Linked DNA regions of Mus musculus: regions 1, 2 and 4 are each linked to region 3. A link is a contact called in public capture Hi-C and targeted proximity ligation data. All regions are on one chromosome and are shown on one strand. The core of a region is the stretch at or near the end of the contact, and the rest is flanking DNA. Distances in the headings are between cores, read along the strand shown. Region 1 holds the start of Prpf19 (pre-mRNA processing factor 19). Region 2 holds the start of AW112010 (expressed sequence AW112010). Region 3 holds the start of Vwce (von Willebrand factor C and EGF domains). Region 4 holds the start of Ms4a10 (membrane-spanning 4-domains, subfamily A, member 10).

Region 1 (2,700 bases), core at 178-2,677, 260 kb after region 3:
GGCCATTGCCTCTGTCTGTCCTGATTTCTTAGAAGGTTAGAAAGCTAGTTTTAATTTGCTACCATAGAACTCCATTATGACTGATACCATTTTAGTTTATTTACTTACTCTCAATGTGCCACCAGGCCTAGCCTATTTATTTATTTTACTGTGTGTGCTTGTGTGTGTGTGTGTGTGGGGGGGGTGTCTTGGGGACTGAACTCGGGTATCAGGCTTGGTAGCCGATCTGGTCCGGTCTTTAGTAGAGAAAACAAAAGAAGTTGGCAGGAGGCAGGGAACTGTTATTATAACAAAACACCTGAGGTAGGCTACTTTAAAGAAAAGAGGGTTCTCCTTGCTCAAATTTCTAGAAGCACAAGGTTCAAAGAGAATGACGTGGGCAATGTCTAGGGCCTCTTCCTTGCTGGTGTCACATTGCCATGGAAGTCAACTGGTTCATTTGTGCCTGTTCACTCTTTCTTTCCCTATATGAACTCCACCAGGATTCTTGTAATGTCTTATTCTAAAGATCCCACCTCTACATTCCACAGTTAAGCTAGATAGTAATGACACACACCTTTGATTTCAGCACTCAAAAGGCAGAGACAGGAAGATCTTTGAGTTTGAGGCCAGCCTTATCTGCAGACTGAGTTCCAGGACAGCCAGGGCTACACACACACACACACACACACACACACACACACACACACAAACCCAGTCTCAAAAAAACAAAAACAAAACCACAGAAAAACACCATAGTCGTGCTAACTTTCCACTCTTACTGTTTGGTTGCTTATTGAGACATGTTCTCTCTACACAGCTCTGACTGCCCTGGATTGGAGCTCACTATATAACCAGGTTGGACTTGTACTCCGAGATCTGCCTGCCTCTGAAGCCCAGTGCCTGTGTTTAAAGACTTCTGCAAACACACCCATCAAATTTCCATTCTTTTAAACGTACACATAAGACGCTGGGAACTAAATTCCCTTGAGTTTACAAAACAGACTATATTTAAAACGTAGCAGGCAACGAAGTCATTGGCTTGCCCATATTTCCAGAGCAAGAATTTAGGCAGTGTTAGTTTCTTTACTCATTTGTGCTTTATTTACAGGGTCACATTGTTTCTCAAAAGCCGGCCAAGGAACACAGGTCTCCGAATCATGCCTACAGACTCTCTAAGGCAGACTCTAGGAATCTGCACTTTTACAAGCTCCTGAAAAATCTGTCTTGCACACGACCATTTCAAAGACTAGTGTTCCCTAGGTGACAGCAGCTCCATCTAAAAAAAAAAAAAAAAAAAAGAGCCTTGGCGGTCCCCGCAGCCTCATGGGAAATGTAGTTTCTTCTCTCCTTCCCGCCTCAGGCCTCTTGGAGCGCTCGCCGGAAGAAGCCGAGCCAATGCGGAAACAGCCGAGTGTTTCGAGGCGGGCCTTTTCCTGCTCGGTTGCATGCTGGGAAAGGGCAGTTTCCGTTAGCTGCAGAAGGCTGAGGCGCGCCACCGGCCACCTCCCCACGTGAAGCAGTTGTGCGAGCATCGCCACGCTGGGCAGCTGTCTACCCGCGTCCGAGCGCTCCGGAAGCGGCGGGGGACCGGAAGTGGCCCGCGGAGGCTGCAGAGAACCGGGAACCCTCTGTGAGGCGACTGGCAGCAGCGCTACGACGGCGCCATGTCCCTGATCTGCTCGAGTGAGTGCTGGCTGCGGCGGGAGGCGGGAGCGTGTGTGGCCCCTGTGGCTCGGGCCCTGGAGCTCCCGGCCCTGCGTGCAGGGTGCATTTGCGCAGGGCTGCGCAATTCACGTAGCTGGGAAGAATGACTGTCTCAGGGGTCTTTTGAAACCGGCGTCGTTTTACAGAGCTGAGACAGGCCTGAGCAGAAGTGGGGGGGAGGAGCTGGTGCAGTGAAAAACAGCTCTTGGTGTCAAAAAACCCGAGGACATGCCCAGGATCCGCCTCCAATTGTGATCTGGGCTCTAGCGGGTTTGGGCCTCAGTTTCCCCATCTGCAAAATTGAAAGCATTGCAGTGGGCATTGCTTGGGAAACCTCGCTTAGGAATCGGACTTTCCGATTTGCAGAGATCACGCAGTGACTTCGAGACAGGGCTGGAAGCCAGGTGTCTGGCTTCTAGCCTCGCGCAGTATGACTAATGAAAACAGCGAATGTTTAGAAAACCTGTATTGATTTACGATGCATTTCCAAACGGTGATCTCATTTTATGCTTACAAGAATTGTCTGAAGGGAAATAAAGATCCGTGAGTTACAGAGGGTGTCGGAAGTCTTGAAGAATGGGTTTACCTAGGGGTGTGCGAGGAAGCTAAGCAGTGGAGCTTGGCTCTTTGAGCCTGGATCCATGGTTTTCCCGTGCACTATGCTGTCCTGTCTTGGGGTGTTGTATTACGGCATTGCGGGTGTTCTCCCATATTGTTTACCACGTTACTAGATTCCTCGCCTTCTCTATTTCCCTCTCAGAACGTTGCCATTAGTTCAAAGAAGGAAAAGGAGGAGGGAAATGACAAGCAGAAAAGGAAATCTCATACTAGAGAAATTGCAGTTTGCAAAGTATTTACAAACGATTTGTTTTCTTTCCATCTTTGAGACCACACTCTTACGTGCCCAGGGCTATCCTTCCTCTGGTAGAAGAGGGAAAGCTCCCAGAAAGCTTTAGTCGTCGAGTAGTGTGATAAACCAACAGAATAGGACAGGAAGGCCGTGTACAAGATACG
Region 2 (2,700 bases), core at 110-2,609, 420 kb after region 3:
GAGAGGCCCATTGGTCTTGCAAACTTCATATGCCTCAGTGCAGGGGAACGCCAGGGCCAAGAAGAGGGAGTGGGTGGGTAGGGGAGTGTGGGGGGGAGGGTATGGGGGACTTTTGGAATAGCATTGGAAGTGTAAATGAAGAAAATACCTAATTAAAATAAAATAAAAATTAAAAAAAAAAAAAAGAAATTCTTCGCTTTGCATACCTCTGGCTCTTTATTTAAACTCCATGTTAGAAACTGAGTGATAAGCCCAGGTGGGGCCAAGTCACTGGACCCCTTTGCTCTGCTTCTCAATGAAGTCACAATGAATTCATTTTTTTCTACCTTCCACTCTTATTTGTTTAGTTGGCCCATTAAGGACTGGGTAGATGAATCTGGATTGCTTGAGCCTGGACTCTGACCCTGACAATTCTAGGTGCAGTCTGGAGCAAAACAGAGAGGCTCCTCTGGGTAAGAGTAGGATGTGAGGTCATGGACAAGAACAGTCAGAAAAGTGAGATGGTTAAAGGCTAGAGGGGGAAGGCAAAGCTAACATGGAGAGAGCAGGGCCTGTATCAAATGTTTTTTTCTAGGGCAGAGGAAGATTCTAACTACATACAGGGTGCCTCATCTTCAGAAGAGGGTACAGACTCCTGCCATTGTTCTGAGCTTTTAGAGAAAGCTAGATCATTAAAAAGTCTGCTGGGCTGGAACAGAGCTATTTTAAAAGGGGAAGGAATTAAGGCCTCTGCACGTTGAGAAAAAGTCAGTGAAGTGATCCACAACTGAGGAGAAAATCAGAAAGAACTTACACAGGAGGACCCAGGAGAAACTTACGCTTAAGTCCTTTGCTTTGTCCTTTCCAGATATTTCCGTGTGCGTGTGTGTGTGTGTGTGTGTGTGTGTGTGTGTGTGTGTGTATTTCCCGCAGCGCCTGGCTGGCCCTTCATATGCCTACCTAGTGCTGTCTCCTCTCTACATCCCAGGCTTAGAATTGAGTTCTGTGGTGTCAGACAGGAGATACCCACCCCACAAGAACTATATCTTCCTGGAAAAACAGACTTAGAAATAATAACAAACTAAATGCAAGCTTTCAAAGACAGAAGGTGACACTCATTCTCTCCAGTAAGCTGGGATGAGGCCTTCCATGGGCCTTCTTACCCACTATAGATTTCCCCTTACAGATCAAGAGGTACTTACGGGAGACATCTTGCAGCTCAGGTTGTCTGCTAGACTCCTGCTGATCTTCTCTTTGGTTTTTTATATAAAGTTTGAGAATGTCAGTTTCACTTTCCCTTTGAATTGCTTTGGGGCACTATTTGCTAAACAGGAGTGGACTGAAAAACCCCGAGTCTGAGAGAAGTTTACACAATTAGTTGGCCTATCCCACAAACAAACAGGAAGATCTGCAAACACAGCCCAAGAGCCTTTTCCCACTTGGGAAATTCCTTGCTTGGAACACAGTACAGTGTTGCCTGAGACAACTGCTTCATCCTTGGCTATGGAAATAAGCAGACATAATATGATATTTCAATGATTTAAAGCAAATGCTGATTTTTTTTTTTTTTTTTTTTTGGTAAGAGTAACACAAGTACATGGGTCAGTGGATATTCTTCAGGGCTCTCTAGGATGTGGTTTCAGGCAGGACACAGGATTACACTCAAGCGTGTATCTCCTGTGTTTGCATTTTCATCGTGGGTTGTAGGTTAAAGAATTAGCAGATGTGAATACAAGGAGAGTTCACTATTATACTGCCAGAAGCCAGAGGCTAGGAGAAGCCTGGAGGAGACTCTCCTCCCAGTCCTCCTGAAGGATGGAGCCTTGCTGACACCCTGAACTCAGACTTCCTGCCTCCAGAACCAAGGGACAATAGGTTTAATGAGCTCTCCTGTTGGTGCCACCTTGTTATCGTTGCTAAAAAGCCCATAGAGTGTCTGTGAAAGATCTTGTGTAGTGACAGGGAAGCAGTCACTGCTGGCACAGCCAGCTGACTGGTCAGATTGGGAGTAATAGAGGTGACATGGAAATATAAGGAAGAGGAGGCAATCCCCAGCAGAGACAGAAGGCCCCGCTCTCCATAGGGTGTGGTCCTTTGAGTGAGACCCCCCCACCTCATAAATTAAAAGCTTGGTTCCTGGTTGGGAACTGTTTGGGAAGAATTAGGGGGTGTAGCTTTGCTGGAGGAGGTGTGTCCCACTGTGCACATTCTCTCTCTTATTCCCTCTCTCCCTTCCCCCGATCCCCTCTCTTCTTCCTCCGCAGGAAGTACACTCTTAACTACCGCTCCAGTGCCATGCCGGCCTGCTTGATGCCCTGCTTCCCATTATGATGATTGCAGACTGTAACTCTCTGAAACTGTGGGCCTCCAAATTAATTAATTAATAAATAAGTTAATTAATTAAAATCAGTGGCCTTGGTCATATGTCTCTTCAGAGCAATAAAAAACAAAACAAAACACAACAATGAAGATAGGTGGAGGTTATCAAGTTGACTGGCAGGTCAAGAGAGCTGTCACTCAACATTGATCTTGGTCCCTTGCCTCTGAGGAGGAGGAGTGAAGGGCTTTTAGACTGGGTTGTGAGGCTCCAGAATGGAGACCCATTCTCTGTGTCCTAGGGCTCTGAGAGGGTGAGTGTATTCTAACTCAAGGAACTCGGGACATCTTTGCACTTGGAGGAAATCAACTAAAGACTCTGAAAGAGCTTATAAGGATTCCGTT
Region 3 (2,876 bases), core at 355-2,854:
GGCTACAGCAGTGAACGGAAGTGGAGAGGTATGCTGGGTGATAAACAACAAATGTCATGAGCCATGAGGGCTGTAGTAAGGGGATTTATCCTGTGTGTAGTGGTTTCAGAGATAGCTTCCCAGGGATGGGAAGGAAGAACACCTGTCTTGTGACAGTAGCAAGCGCAGCCTCTGCCTTTTCCAGGCAAGAAAGCTGCCCTAAGGAGTCTGAAGGTCCTTAGGACTCGATGTGTAGGTACAGAGAAGTCACATTCATCTTTGGCACTATGCTTGCTGTGAGCTTGACTAGATAATAGAATGGGCCCAAACAAGATGAGATACAGGTCCAAATGTAAGTCTCGGTTCAGCCACGTGGGTTAAGGTAGAAAGATGGCTGGCCAGTTGTTATGCCAACAGCTAGTTGTTATGGCAGAATAACCTCCATAAAAGCAAGCAAGCAAGGAAGGAATGGTTTATCTGGCTCACAGGTGCAGCCATCTTGGCAGGGGAAGCATAGAGAGCCAGATGAATGTTAGCACTCACTTTATGGTCTTTGTATTTGGTCCGGCCCATGTGACAATGCCACTCACATTTAGGATGGGTCTTCACAACTCAGTTAAATCCTTCTGGAAACAGCTCTGACACACACAAAGGTTTATTGCCTAGGAGCTTCTATATCCATTCAAGTTGAAAATAACAATTAGCCATGGCACCACAACATCCAAAAGTACTTGAACTTTTCCTCTTACTGCAAATTAAGGGTCGGGGGACCAACAAGCATCAAACACCCGAGTTAACGTTTGCTCAGAAACTAAAAGGAAAGTGTCTGTGAGAAGGCAGCTAGCATCCAGGTCATCTGTGCACAGTTTATCTGTGGTCACCAATGCCAATGATCTTGGGATCAGCACGAGGCAGAAGCGAAGGATTTAGTCGTGCTTGGGAAGTACAGTTTTTAAAAACTAGTTCAGCCAATTTTTCTTATTCCTAGAAGTCTTTACACAGACGCTTGACTAATCCAGACTGGGTAGGGTTAGGCGGGGCTTGCTACCAGAACAAGGTAAAACTCGAGCCTTCTTTTCGCTTCCTCCCAACTAGATCTTTCTCAGTTCTATCATTTTGCTCTACATTCTTCAGCCTAAACCTCTTCTAGCCTGAGCCAACTTCGAAGCCTGAGCCCAAACACTGAACCTTCTAGTTCTGCGCCCCTAGCTCCCTTGCCACCTGCGCACTGCTTTCTTACCTCCCAGGTGAGCTAGGAAGCTGTCCACTCAACCATTTGACTCCCAGCAGGTAGCTTGTGGGTTCAAAACAGGCTAATGTCCTTTGGCAAGGAAGCAGACTAAACCACCAATACACTATCCTTACCATCTAGTGGGCTTGGGGAGAGTCAAAACTGCCTCGCTTCAGTGCCCTGGGTTTGAGTGTCCACAAGTCTCACCTACTGAGAATTCAGATTGGATTCTATGGAAACTCAAAAACCTTGTTCCTGAAGTTTCTTTCCAACTTGGTTCGAAGCCTTCAGTCATTCTGTGGAAAGCGACTCCCAAACCCAGGCTGGGGGTGTGGGCCGAGGGTGAAACCCCGCCCTCGGGGTCCCTGATCTTTGCTCCCGCCCCAGGCTCCACGCCTCCCGGAGAGGCACCGGCGGGCGGCGCTCCTTTTGTGTGTTTCTTTCCAAGGTGCAAGGACCCCCACCCCCACCCGCCTAGGCAGTCCTCCCCTAACCACCAGCCCTCTTCTCGTCGTCCTCAGTCCCTGCCAGCTGTGGGGGAACCAGATCGCTTCCAGGAGGAGGGACAAGGTCGGTAGCCCCCTCCCCGGTGCGGGACCTGAGCCCAGTAGAGTCCAGGACCTCTGCTGCCAGTCATGTGGGCTAGACTGTTGCTCCATGTCGCCTACATCTTGATCCCGTTGCTGGGGTCTTCAGCCCGAGGCTATACCGGGAGGAAGGCGCCAGGGCACTACTCTGCGGAGAGGTAAGAGCCCGGTGCCTTTCAGCGGCCCAGCCTTCTAGCGCCACTGCGTGGAGCTGGAAGACACTAGCATAGGGCAGCTGCTGGACCTGTAGCCTCTGTGGCGAGGGCACACCAGGGGTCTGGACAAAGAGACAGTAGTTTGTGCCAGTTGGGTGGCCCTGGCTGGGGACTGCTCTGGCTAAGGAATCTGGGAGATGGAGATCGCGGCTCCAAGGAATCTTGTACTATGGGAATAGGCTGACCCTCTGGCTAGGGAACCCCAGCACATGCCAATTGGTCTCAACTGCCTGGCTTTCTTCCTTGGTGGTGCGGGACCCCCTCCGTTTCTGCACACGTTGCTTTGGGGTTGGGGGTTTTCTCAGTGTCTCTTGCTCTCTGCACCCGGTGGACCTTGGAGCCACCGGTGGCTCAGGGTTATGCTTTGGTATCTGCGCATGTGTGCACAGGCCGGGGAGGCGGGAGGCCGCAGGCGACAGGCGGGAGGCGTGTCTTTCCAAACCCAATCATTTTCCCTAAGTTTGTCTTAGTCCTCTACCACTAAGGGGTGATGAGGGAGTGGTGATCGTGTGTGCGTGATGCTTATAGCAAGGGTACACGTTGTCAGCGGGTGGCCTGGCCCACGGCCACATCTTCCCAGGGGCGCTCAGAGGGGCTGCCCTGGAGGAAGAGCTTACCGCCCAGCACGTGGGTTCTGCGATCTCTTGCAGTTCCTGCAGATCTCCCACCACCTGTCTCCCTGGCATCACTGTGCCACACACGAAAAGCTCCTTGGGGCTTTCTGGTGGGCACCCTACCCTTGCCTATCTGAAGTGGAACTCCACCAGCTTCCACAGGCACCCTACCATTTACCACTTCGATGGCACCTCACGCCCCTTTCAGAGCCCCCTTTGGCTTAGCTATTAAGTTGTTCTGTAGATCCCA
Region 4 (2,700 bases), core at 55-2,554, 340 kb after region 3:
CAGACAGGCCAGGCCTAGCCCTGGCTCTGCTCCTGCATCTCAGTGTCTAAGTCTGTTTCTATGGATACACAGGAACACTAGTGCTTGCCTGAGGGTGGGCTGCAAAGATTAATTGGGCCAGGGCCAGAGGTTAGAATTTAGTAATAAAAGCCAATGATACCTGCCCTACAGCCTGAATCTCACCTGACCTCTGTCTGGTTTTCTGTTAAGAGAGGTCCCATTCTAATCTCCAGGATGGGGAGTTCATTGCTTCTATCTGACTCCTGCTCAGAGCAAGGAGGAAATCAGCTATGGGATCCTGATAGCTGGGAAGGTTGTGTCGAGGAGAGTGTGTGGAGACAGTTATCTGGGAGCACACAGGACTGCCCTTCAGGATTTTGTCTGCAGAGCAATGAGCTGGTTGCCAGGGAATGTCTAGAATGGATAAGATCTGTCCATGGGAGGTCTGGGTTAGAAGGTTGAGAAAATCTTGATGGGAATGTGACCCTAAGCAGACAGTGCAGAAGAAGTCAAGAGAGCAGAGAGGGTAGTGTAGTGTGTGTTTACACATACGTGTGTATGTGTATATAATATGTGCACATATATGTACATATATGTAGATGTATGTATGGGCATGTTAGGCAGAGAAAGGCAGGTACCGAGAGGTATGGAGTCAGTGTGACAGAGTGGCTGCTGGCAGCCACCCTTAGAAGATTGGGTTTTCAGTTATGTTAGGTCAGAAGGGGCCCTGGCATTTGCAAAGTAAACTTTCTCGAGGTCTCAGGGCTGGGCACTTGGTGTAAAGGGAAGATATGGGAAAAAGAGGGTGGAATTTCCCAAGTGTCTTCCTTGCTTTGCTTTTTCAAATCTGTCTCTCTGTGTGCTCAAGGTTCCAGGGTTAGAAGGGACGGGGTGTCATTCCTCTTAGCTCTCAGAATCACCAACTGATCCTGGGTAGTGGGCTGGGCTCCTGGTAGCAGACTCCTTCCTGGAGAGAGGCCCGTAGTAACCCCACTTCCCAGGACTTCATAGCATGGAACATTTGTTCTCCAGCTGTTGTGGACATTGCTTGATAAACAGTTCCTGTTCACTTCTGGGGGGGTCAAGTTTCAGCCACTCACCACCAGCTTGCAGCTACTGACTGACGAGCACAAGAGGCTGATCTCTTGTGTTAAGACTGAACCCCACTTGAGGCCCTGATGACCCTCCCTTGTTTGTTTCTGCTGTGGAGAGGGGGTACTCACCTGGCCCCGGGAACTCTGTTGTAGGCTTCAGCTGTGCCTGACCATCCAGAGCTGCCTCAGCACAGAGCCAGAGGTGGAAATCAGAACATCTTTATGGCTTTAGACTTTGGATTCTTTTCTTTCTGGGACCCACCCCTTGCTCACACTCCCAGCTAATCAGAGATGCATGTCTGGACTAGATCCTTCAAAACCATCTGCTTCCAAACCTGGGCAGGTGAAGATCTGAGTCTCCTTCCTTATGTCTCCCTTTAACAGCTGAGACAGTTAATGTTGCAGTGATGACATTTCAGTTCATGGAGCAGTTCATTGTCAAGTTGGTGAAGGCAGCATTTGAATGAGTTGATTATTAAAATTCTCAAATTTTTATTTGTGTGTGTGTGTGTTGATGTGGGTGGCTGATATGAGTGTGTGATTGATGTGTGTCTGTGTGTCTGTCTGTGTGTCTGTGTGAGTGTGTGTAGGTCAGAGGACTTTGTGAAATTGATTCCTTCTTTCCACCTTTCCACAGTGCTGAGGTCTGAACGGATATTGTCAGGTTGTGCAGTAACTTTAGCTTCTGAGACACCTTTCTGGCCCCTCAAAGAATCTTTTAATTTTTTGAAAGTTAAAGTATCCACAATAGTGGTTACAATGACCCTGCCCTGGGCCTTGTGTCCCTCCTCAAACCAGCCATGGTCATCCTAAGTTCTTGCTTGACTTTGGTCTCTGGTGGTAAGCCAGACAGATGTATTGTCATCTGTGTAAGCATGGTAGTGTTTGTCTTAAAAGGTATGGTCACGTGACCACAAGTAACAGGAAGCCCTGATTGAGAGTGAAGTCCAGCCACCACCAAGCTTGCAGCGCATGTGACTTACAGAGAACTTATATCTAAGGCATGTTTGGATCTTGACCATGGACATGGTGAGATGAGAATGTGTAACTTCAAGCTGTCCAGTCTGTCTCATGCAGAACTAGATAACTACTGTGCTTTTTCTATCTTTTTCCTCTGGTTTTTAAAGACGGAGAATACACATTTAATTGTTAATATTTAATATACATATTAAAGTGTATGCAGCATATGCAGTTAGGTAAATTTGTATGTATATATGTGTATGTTGGTTTATTTGTGTGTATTATTCTCTATCTTACTTTTCTTTCTTTTTTAAAAAACGATTTTATTATTTAATATGTATAATTGTTTTTGTTTGTATGCATGTCTGTGCACCACATGCGTGCCTGGCACTCTCAGAGGCCAGAAGAGGGTGTCAGATCCCTTTGAGCTAGAGCTACTGACAATTGTAACTGCCATGTGGCAAGTGGGTGCTCGGGAGGAATCAAACCTTGGTCCTCTGGAAGAGCAGCCAGTACGCTTAACTACTGCTGAGCTGTCTCTCCAGTCTTCTTACTGTGTGTGTGTGTGTGTGTGTGTGTGTGTGTGTGTGTGTGTGTGTGAGACCACGTGTACACACACAGAGGCACGTGCACACACACAGAGGCA

Evidence for each region. Capture Hi-C pulls out chosen DNA fragments and counts their contacts.
Region 1: a contact with region 3 is called in a targeted proximity ligation map of pancreatic cancer cells. A contact is called at or near these places in 9 of 39 promoter capture datasets (the 3T3-L1 cell line, the C10 cell line, cranial neural crest and 3 more), 7 of 484 Hi-C or Micro-C datasets (bone marrow-derived macrophages, embryonic stem cells and stem cell-derived epiblast-like cells), 16 of 130 datasets of targeted methods (the SCID.adh cell line, acute myeloid leukemia, bone marrow-derived macrophages and 10 more) and 5 of 9 other capture datasets (adipose tissue, embryonic stem cells, liver and 2 more).
Region 2: a contact with region 3 is called in a targeted proximity ligation map of pancreatic cancer cells. A contact is called at or near these places in 2 of 130 datasets of targeted methods (memory CD8 T cells and pancreatic cancer cells).
Region 4: a contact with region 3 is called in a capture Hi-C map of macrophages, with 6 times the contacts expected there. A contact is called at or near these places in 16 of 39 promoter capture datasets (the 3T3-L1 cell line, 3T3-L1-derived adipocytes, the C10 cell line and 9 more), 2 of 484 Hi-C or Micro-C datasets (bone marrow-derived macrophages and cortical neurons), 9 of 130 datasets of targeted methods (bone marrow-derived macrophages, craniofacial prominence, embryonic basal ganglia and 4 more) and 5 of 9 other capture datasets (adipose tissue, embryonic stem cells, liver and 2 more).

Annotation. Positions count from the first base shown.
Region 1 is chr19:10,893,804-10,896,503 of GRCm38.p6, forward strand. It overlaps Prpf19 (pre-mRNA processing factor 19), which reads left to right and starts at 1,428. Exons shown (of 16, transcript NM_134129.4): 1 at 1,428-1,665. The coding sequence starts at 1,647.
Region 2 is chr19:11,049,207-11,051,906 of GRCm38.p6, forward strand. AW112010 (expressed sequence AW112010) reads right to left here and starts at 1,360. Exons shown (of 3, transcript NR_102366.1): 1 at 1,182-1,360.
Region 3 is chr19:10,632,629-10,635,504 of GRCm38.p6, forward strand. It overlaps Vwce (von Willebrand factor C and EGF domains), which reads left to right and starts at 1,605. Exons shown (of 20, transcript NM_027913.2): 1 at 1,605-1,955. The coding sequence starts at 1,846.
Region 4 is chr19:10,973,396-10,976,095 of GRCm38.p6, forward strand. It overlaps Ms4a10 (membrane-spanning 4-domains, subfamily A, member 10), which reads right to left and starts at 1,305. Exons shown (of 9, transcript NM_023529.3): 1 at 1,224-1,305.